3 separate regions of the Mus musculus genome follow, and all the other regions are linked to region 1. A link is a contact called in public Hi-C and promoter capture Hi-C data. All regions are on one chromosome and are shown on one strand. Each heading gives the region's core, a stretch centred on a gene start, on an enhancer-like site or on the middle of the called end of the contact. The rest is flanking DNA. Distances are from core to core; before and after follow the strand shown.

Region 1 (2,646 bases), core at 69-2,568:
AGGAAAACTTAACTTCCTCAGGCACCCGTAGTTCCTCCCCATGAGTCTCATTACCTCAGCCTTGCTAAAGGACCGGATAATCTCGTGCCTGGTGTAATCCCAGCTCTATGGGAGTTGAGGATTGAATTCAAGCCTTTGAATGTTTGAGGCAAACGTACTACTGCCAAGCTATACCCGACAGCCCTCTCTACTTTTTTGTCCCTAAGAAGAGCCCACTGTGGGATGGAGAGATAGTTTAGCCCTTAAGAATACTTTTCTGGGGAACCCAGGTTCAGTTGTCACTGTCCACTTGGTGGCTTGCAACTGTCTGTAACTCTAGTTCCAGGGGCTATGAGGCCTTCTGGGATACACAGGCACTGGGACATACATTCATGCAGACACTAAAACAAAAACAAAATAAACCAAAACAAAACCCAAAGATACTGAGACCCACAAAGTTGTTGAATGTTTAATCCTGCTTCAGTTTAGAGAGTAGTTAAGTACGTACCACCACTACCATGATTAGTTAAGTCAACCATTCAAAAATATTTTTGGCCTATTATAAGAAAATTCCCAGTTCATAAAAAGCTATGGGACTTTCCCAAGTCTCATAAAACTGGCCTGTGGTTTTGTTTTTGTTTTTTTTTTTTTTTCTGGTGCTGGGGATGGCCTGGGGCTTTAAACTTGCTCAACTTCAAAGTTGGGTCTGCCTTAGGCACTTCCTGGCCAGTGTAGTCTAGTCTGGGTTCATGACCCACCACAGCCAAAGACTGCACTTCAGCTTTTTGCCAAAGCAGAAACTTATGTCTTGTATACCTTGTATAAGATTGGCATCTGAGAGTGCCAAGTTATGTCCCCACCTCCTCTTTGGGAAAATTCTGTATTAAATTCTGCCTTAGGATAATGCACTCCGCTGCAGAATGAGGGCGCGACCTCCTGAACTGGGTATGTGGGGTGGCTTTGTGGCCTATCTGCGACCTTTCTTCGAGGTCACGCCTGAACTTAGCAGGCCTCTTACCCTCACGGGATTGGATAGGGCTTCAGAAGGCGTTCTAGAGGTTACCACCAGCGTCAGGGGCTGACAGCAGAGTGGTGAAGTAGGGACAGAAGACTTCCTCTGGGAAGCAGAGGAAACCTGACCGCAGCCGGGCAGCCCCACGCACCGCAGCTCCACGCAGCGCTCCTCCCAAGCCCCAGCTATAGCCCGGGGATGGGGAGGGGATGGATTCGGCCTCTGGCTTCCATTGGGTCTCCGGGGTCCGGGCCCGCCCAACCCTGCGGCGAAGCCTCGCATTGGCCTGCCTGGCGCCCCGCCCGGTTCCGGTGCTCCCATTGGCTGCTGATGCCCGACCCCCGGCGCGGCCGCCGAGGCGGACCGCAGGATTGGTGGTCCCGCCGCTGCGTCCCCACCATGGCGGCGCCCGTGCAGCTTGCCGCGTCCTGGGCTCCCTCTGGGGTCCCCTCGGCTGTCCCCGCTATTCGCGCTGCAATTGCCTCCGCGCTCTGCGTGCGCCCTGGCGCCACCCGCCCCCGGCCTCCCTCTCTGCTGCGGTAAGGCCTGCCCTGCGTCCCCGAAGCAGCTCTCGGCCGCCGCGCCCCTCCCCCGGCCAGACCGGCCCGAGCCGCGCTGGGGACCAAAGCCCGGGCCCGGGTGGGGGCCAGGCCTGCCAGAGGGCCGCGCGAGCCGGGCCGAGCGCGCCGAGGTCACCTGTGTGCAGTGTCCCAGGCGCGCGAGTCTGAGCGCAAAGGAGGGTCACGGTCACCCGGGACCCGCTGTGGGACAAGCGCAAGAAAGTCCGGGGAAAGCCTAGCGGGAGTCACCAAGAGTAGCGGTTGTCATCTCTGCCTTCCCCGGGGCCAGATCCTCCTCGGAGCGACCGGGTCAGTTTATCAAAGTACGTCTTCTCGCTACCCTTTCTTCTGGAGTGCTTCCTCATTGTCTTCTCAGTGGTCTTGTTTGCGAGAGAAAAGCTTAGTGAGGACGGTAGATTTGGTTAGGCGGATGTCCCACAGATGTGTTTAGACTCCTTTTTACAGTAGCACCCATTTTTATGATTCCTCAATAAATTTAATTTTTGTCTGTTTCTCTAGAGTACGGGGAGGTGGTAAAACTGAGTCACTGTAATTAACCTAGGGAGTGACCGATGAAGGGAGCCGGCTGCTATCCCAGAAAGCAAAGAGTGCTTAACACATTTCTCTGAGGTCCTTTGAATTATTAGCACTATAGATAATGGGCTGAGAAGGAAGGAAAAGCCACGAGTTAGAGTTAGGTTCCTGACATGTAGCACAGTAGACATCATGACAATTCCACTTGTGTCCCTAAACTTTCAATTAAAGACTCAGAGGAATTGGATCCCGGGGTAGTAGGTGCACACCTGTAATAGCACTCAGAAGCTGAAGCAGGAGGATTGCTTCAGAGGCCAGCCTGGGCTACATAGAATAATAAAACCGTGTCAACAAGAGCCACATAGCAAGACCCAGTCTCAAAAGACTGAAGAAAGGAAAAGAAGAAAGATTGGAGGATTAAAAATTGGAGTAAAACCTTATGACCAGATGGGAGTTTCATATAGTCTCCTAAAATAACAGACATTTTGAAATATAAAGTGGTGTTGGTTGCTCCATTTCGCTAATCTGATGTCTGTGTCTCCTAACAAGTTATTAATGATG
Region 2 (2,646 bases), core at 101-2,600, 190 kb before region 1:
TACTAAGTGAGTTCCAGGATAGCTAAGGCTACATAGCAAAACCCTGTCTCATGGGTTTATATTTAGGGGTCTGGAGGATTGGTTCTGTGGTTAGGGGCACTTACTTGTTGGTCTTACAGAGAACCCAGGTTTGGTTCCTAGCACCCACATAGTGACTCACAACCATCTGTGATGTAGCACCCCACTCTGAAGGGCACCAGGTGTGTGCCTGCTCTACATAGCAAGCTCCCTGCCAGCTAGGGCTACAGAGTGAGACTCTGTCTCAAAAACCAACAAACAAAAAGAATTCTTTTTAGCCATGTGTATGTATGTGTGTATGTGTGCCTGTGTGGGATGTGTGCCATGGCTGCGTGAAGAGGCTAGAGACGGCAGATCCCTCTGGAGCTGGGGTTACAAGTGGTTGTGAGCTCCCTGCTGTCAGTATCTAAGACTTAGGCTCATTAGAGAGCAACATGTGCTCTAAACAGCTGGGCCATTTCTCTAGCCCTGACCCTAAATATTTATCTTCCATTCATTGTTTACAACATGTATTTATTGAGTGGCTACTAAGTGTACCAGGCACTGTTCTAGAGGATCTGTCAACAAAAGTGACTAAGGTTCCTGGCCTCCTGGAAGTTTAATTTTACAAAAATGCTTCTGTAGCACTTCTTAGAATTATTAGATTAATTGATTGTGAAATTATTTTCACCCTGATTCCATCTGTGACAGGAAGGACCAAATCCTTTTTCTTTTTCTTTTTCTAATGCTGCTTATGGAAGCCAGGAGCTCTTGCAGAATAGTCAACTGCTCTGCTACTGAGCCACACCGCCCGCCAGCTGATTACTCTTGTAATTCTAGTATGCAGGTCAGCGAATGCCTGGTAGATAGTGCACACTCGATACATGCTTAATAGGTGAGTTGATGCTTTTTGTAGAAGCCAAGACTTCTTTCAACTTGCAATCCATCTCAAATAAAATCCAGCAAAAAACAAACAAACAAACAAACAAACAAACAAATAAATGTGGAGTGGTTTTCCAAGATGGCTGGCTGGGTTGCCTGTGGGCAAGTGTGGCATCACACTCAGCTGGATCCTGAGTCTCCCCGCTGACAGAGCTACCGCTGCACCCCTCTGAGTGTTGATCTTGTTCTTTCCAGCTCTAGATGGATTTCCTCCATGTTGCCAGGGGAGATAGGTACCCACAGCTCCAAATGCGCATAGTCTCAGCTTAGCAACACCAGGAGAAAAAGCACTCTTTTTTTTTCTCTCTCTCTCTCCCTCGTTTCTCTCGACATCTGTACATATGTACTCAAAACCCAGACAATTGGGAACCTGTCTCTCTCAGGTCTCCTGTCCCTACCACTTGGCCAAGACATGGAGCATTTTGATTGGCCAAGGCTTGGGTCCGCCTCTCCCTGAGGGTCTGGGGCAATCTGTTAGGGAGGGCAGCACAATGACCTTCATTCCTGCACGTTTCCCTAGAGGAATGGCAGGTGTTACAGACAGGAAGAAGGAAATGCTACTGTGAAGACAAACACTGTGTGAAGGGTTTCTTGCATGCTTCACGTCTCACAGCCAGTGGCTTTCTAGGGCTGTCTCCCTCACAGCCTGTCCCTCTGTCTTGTAGCTGTTTTTCTAGGAGAGTTGCCTTTGTGCCGCCGAGAGCAGTGATGGAGGAGTCGGGGCACTTCGTACTTGCTCTACACAAAGCTTTGAGGACACTGGTCTCAGATGGCGCTTTTTTTATTTGGCGGGGGGGTGGGGGGGGCTCCACCTTGCAGTAAGGATGCGCTGAGTAAGAGCTACACAGAATCACATCATGTCATTTGCTTCCTGCCATTCCAAAGAGCCGGTGAGCAGAACTTCTCCCCTCAATATGATTTGAGGCTGAGGAGCAATCACTTTGAGTTTAAGGGAGACTGGGTACATTCCCAGTTCCCTGGCTGTATCTGAAATACAGGGCCCAGGAAAATGCTCTACCAATGAGCCCCACCCTCGACCACTTATGCTCAAAAGCCTGGAACAGGTTAGAGATACTTTTGAACACATGGAGTCCCCTTGACATCACCCTGTCTCCTCCACCTCCTTCTTCTCTTCTCCTTAAAAAACAACAACAAAAAACAAAAACAAAAACAAAAACAAAAAACCAACAGTGCTCCTCTATGTTACTAGGGTCTTGAACTTGCTAAGCATCACAGACTGGCCTAGAGCTCCTGATTCTCTGCTTCTCAAGTACTGGGATTGCTAGCATGTGCCACCACATGCCACCTTGTTTCAGAGGCTGCAACTTCCAGGGTCACATTGTTTGGAAGGCAGAGCACACTGTTACATAACACAGAGTTAGGGTCGAGCTTTGGATTGTAACAAACCAGTTTATTCACTTGAATGAAAGTCCAGCAGAATATTCCAAAGGCAGGTAGCATGTAAGACAATCCTTCACTGCCCAGAAGTGGCCTGCAACATCCAGTATCCTTGATACCTGACCACTGGCTGTCAATGTTATACTTCAATCATCAAGGCAACAAAAAGTATCCCACAGATAGTCTAAGCACCCGAGGGACTGTCTACATACAGCCTCTCATCTTGTGATGGCTTTGAACCTGGGTTCATTATTCCTCACGCCTGCATCCTGAGTTCTTCCATGCCCACGTGGATAGATCATTCATAAA
Region 3 (2,646 bases), core at 54-2,553, 140 kb before region 1:
TCTGCACTCTTTCCATAGGATGGTTGACCTTCAGTGGTGAGGGAGTTTGGGTAGCCATTGCATGGTCCAGTGTGGGACTGCTGAACTGTCTGAATGGGCAGTGAGGGTGGGTGGGAGTGGGGTGGGGAAGAGCATGTGCAGTGGGGACTCAGGGGGACACTGGCTAATTGGCTCTGCCTTTCTCTCCATTACAGGTGGATTGTCTTAGGCTGTGGCTGGCTGTGGAGCTAGAACCCTGGATGGCTCCCGAGCCAGCCCCAGGGAGGAGGATGGTGCCCCTTGTGCCTGCTCTCGTGATGCTTGGTTTGATGGCAGGTGCTCATGGCGACAGTAAGTCTGACTCCTCATCATACAGATACATCATGTTGAAAATCGACTTAGCTCCTAGCAGGTCTCTAAAATGCAATACCGGACCAGGTCCCAGGAAGAAGAAACAGGATGACCATAGATAACCCACTAGTCCTCCTGCCCTAGAGACCTGCACTGGGAAAGCCCTCTTCTAAGGAGTACGTGCTCCTACTTCCTCTGAACATCCTGCTGAGCACCTGGGTATCCCTTAGGCTCTGCAGAGTGCTGCATGTCTAAGCGTGACCCTGTTATATAGAGCTGGGGAGCCGTGTCTTGGATTCATGTGATCTTTGTGTGACGTGCATAGGCATGTACTTTGTCCACATTGCAGATCTCTGTAGAAGGCCCCGAGCAGAAGGAAGCAGGGCACCAGACATGTCTGCAGAGCCAGGGAGGATTCAGAAGCAGTTGCCCATATCCTTCCCTGAGGCGGCCTGCAGTCCCTGGAAAATAGGGAAGGACTTGTCACTTGGCTTGCAGGAAGGAGAGAGGGGGCAGGGAATGAAACTGAGTCTGTGTGTTTGTGTGTTGGGGGGATGATTTGTCCCCTACTCCAATCCAACTCTGAACTTTGGTCTCTTCCCTGCTGCTGCCCTTCCCCCTGCCTGGCACTATAAGACTGGCCATAGCCCGCCCTGTCACCATGGTTACCACTGCTTGGTTACTGGTAGGAGGCGGAGCACAGGACAGGCTTAGCCAATCTGCAGACTGGGGGGAGGGGCAAGGTCGGAGCTGAGGTCCCTTGGGGGGAAGGGGCTATTCCCAGCCTGTCCTGAACCCAGAGGCAGTCCAGGGCCAACCCAGGGGTCAGACCCCAGGATAGCAGGCCATAGGGATCCCTCTATCCCCTCTGGGTCTCTAGACAAGAGCCTTGTCCCACCAGGGCTCTATCTAAATGGCTCATTAATAATTCAGGAGCCAGTCATAGAAGAGGGTGGCCCTGGAGCACCCCTCCCTTTGTCCTCAGAGGCTGGGCCCTGGATAAGGGAGAATGGGAGGGAGAGGGCCTTTCTCTGGAGAGTCTAGCCAGTGGAGTGCAGGGCTAGGGGTCTAGAAGAGAAGTCAGGTGGAAAGCCTTAGAAAGGGGTAGTGTGAAGGTGATCCTTAGCCCTGGCTGGGGCTGCAGAGGCAGCAGAGGGAAGTGATCTGGGGCCCAGCACCCTAGGTGTGTGACTGGCATTGACATGGTGAAGGACTGTTGTCACTCTTCTCAGATTGTCTCAGGGCCCTGACAGCAGGGGAGACATGCCACTGAGTTTTGAGAAACAGTGAGGCCTAGGAAAATAACTGCCTTCTCTATCTTCCCTCTGACCCAGCACACCCCAGCCTGCGCCCGTCCGTCCCACCATCCTGCCTGCCCCCTGGTTTTCTCTGTGACTGGCATTACTGTCCACCTGGTTACCAAGTCAAAAAGCTGGGCCTTCTGGCAGCTCCTCTCCCCCTTCCACACCCCCCTCTTCCCCCCGTGTGATCTGTCCCCAGGTTCTGTGGCCTCTAGCTTCTGAGTGTCTTTGGAATGCACTCTCTGCTCTCCCTGCCCCCTTCTGCCAAGCCTTCTTCAGCTTCTGCTTGAGTTTGAGTGTGCACCAGGGAACCTTCTGATGGTTCCCTGCCTCAGTCCCATTCCTCTGAACCCAGTCTCTAGTCTACAGTGGGAATTGGGTTGCGTCTCTTCGCTCCCCAACTGCCTGGAGAGTGAGCTTTAGTGTCTGACTCTCTGCTACCCTACCCTCCACCGGCCCCGCTGTGCTCTCTCCTTTCGGCTGCACAGAGCTCCGTGTCCAGGCATCCTTCATGCCTTCTGTTTGCACTCTCGCAGTCAGGTGTGATGACGTGGGCCTGTATCCCTAGCATTTGAGAGGTGGAAGCAGGAGGATTAAGAGTTCTAGGGGATCTTGGCTCTGTAGTAAGTTGAAGACAAGCCTGGGCTACGTGACTGTCTCCAAAAACAAACAAGGTGTGGAGGGGGTATGTTTTCCCTCCCTTTACATGACCAGAACTGACTCAACTGTCACTGCTTCCTGTAGCAGCAGTGTGGTCATGCCCTGGTCCTCTGCAGCCCTCATATGCTCTTGTGGCGCTTCGCCCTCAGTCTGTCTGCCCTGGCAGGCTGAGAGTTTAGACATTTCCAGCTCCGGGTCTAGAGGGGGTTGGTGAATAAGCGAAGGGGCAGGACAGTCCTGACCACCGTAGGAGTGGGGAGTGAGAGGAGCTGCTTTAGGGCAGAGTTCCAGGGTCTTCCTGCTGGCACCTTGGTCATTTGGTTACAGAGACCAGGCTGGGACTTGATGGTGGAAA

The links. Promoter capture Hi-C pulls out the DNA fragments that hold promoters and counts their contacts. A called contact is a pair of places that touch in the nucleus more often than the background predicts.
Region 2: a contact with region 1 is called in a promoter capture Hi-C map of trophoblast stem cells, with 2.3 times the contacts expected there. The contact joins the enhancer-like site here to the promoter of St3gal3 in region 1. A contact is called at or near these places in 10 of 39 promoter capture datasets (the 3T3-L1 cell line, embryonic stem cells, frontonasal cranial neural crest and 4 more) and 2 of 115 datasets of contacts at active chromatin or transcription factors (embryonic stem cells and pancreatic cancer cells).
Region 3: a Hi-C map of liver shows a contact between it and region 1, with 1.7 times the contacts expected there. The contact joins the enhancer-like site here to the promoter of St3gal3 in region 1. A contact is called at or near these places in 8 of 39 promoter capture datasets (the 3T3-L1 cell line, cranial neural crest, embryonic stem cells and 5 more), 4 of 484 Hi-C or Micro-C datasets (embryonic stem cells, gonadal supporting cells and liver), 8 of 115 datasets of contacts at active chromatin or transcription factors (embryonic forebrain, embryonic stem cells, hepatocytes and 3 more) and 1 of 9 other capture datasets (pancreatic islet).

The regions. Positions count from the first base shown.
Region 1 is chr4:118,133,618-118,136,263 of GRCm38.p6, reverse strand. St3gal3 (ST3 beta-galactoside alpha-2,3-sialyltransferase 3) reads left to right here and starts at 1,318. Exons shown (of 12, transcript NM_009176.5): 1 at 1,318-1,874.
Region 2 is chr4:118,318,660-118,321,305 of GRCm38.p6, reverse strand. No RefSeq gene overlaps it. Among named protein-coding and RNA genes, the nearest start is that of Ptprf, 29 kb to the right of the region's middle. Within about 2 kb of position 1,350, at least 7 of the 459 cell types and tissues checked have an H3K27ac peak or open chromatin away from gene starts, as enhancers often do. A contact at or near this core is called in trophoblast stem cells, where this site is marked.
Region 3 is chr4:118,275,033-118,277,678 of GRCm38.p6, reverse strand. It overlaps Ptprf (protein tyrosine phosphatase, receptor type, F), which reads left to right. Exons shown (of 33, transcript NM_011213.2): 3 at 195-330. The coding sequence starts at 240. Among named protein-coding and RNA genes, the nearest start is that of Ptprf, 15 kb to the left of the region's middle. Within about 2 kb of position 1,303, at least 163 of the 459 cell types and tissues checked have an H3K27ac peak or open chromatin away from gene starts, as enhancers often do. A contact at or near this core is called in embryonic forebrain, embryonic stem cells, hepatocytes and 6 more, where this site is marked.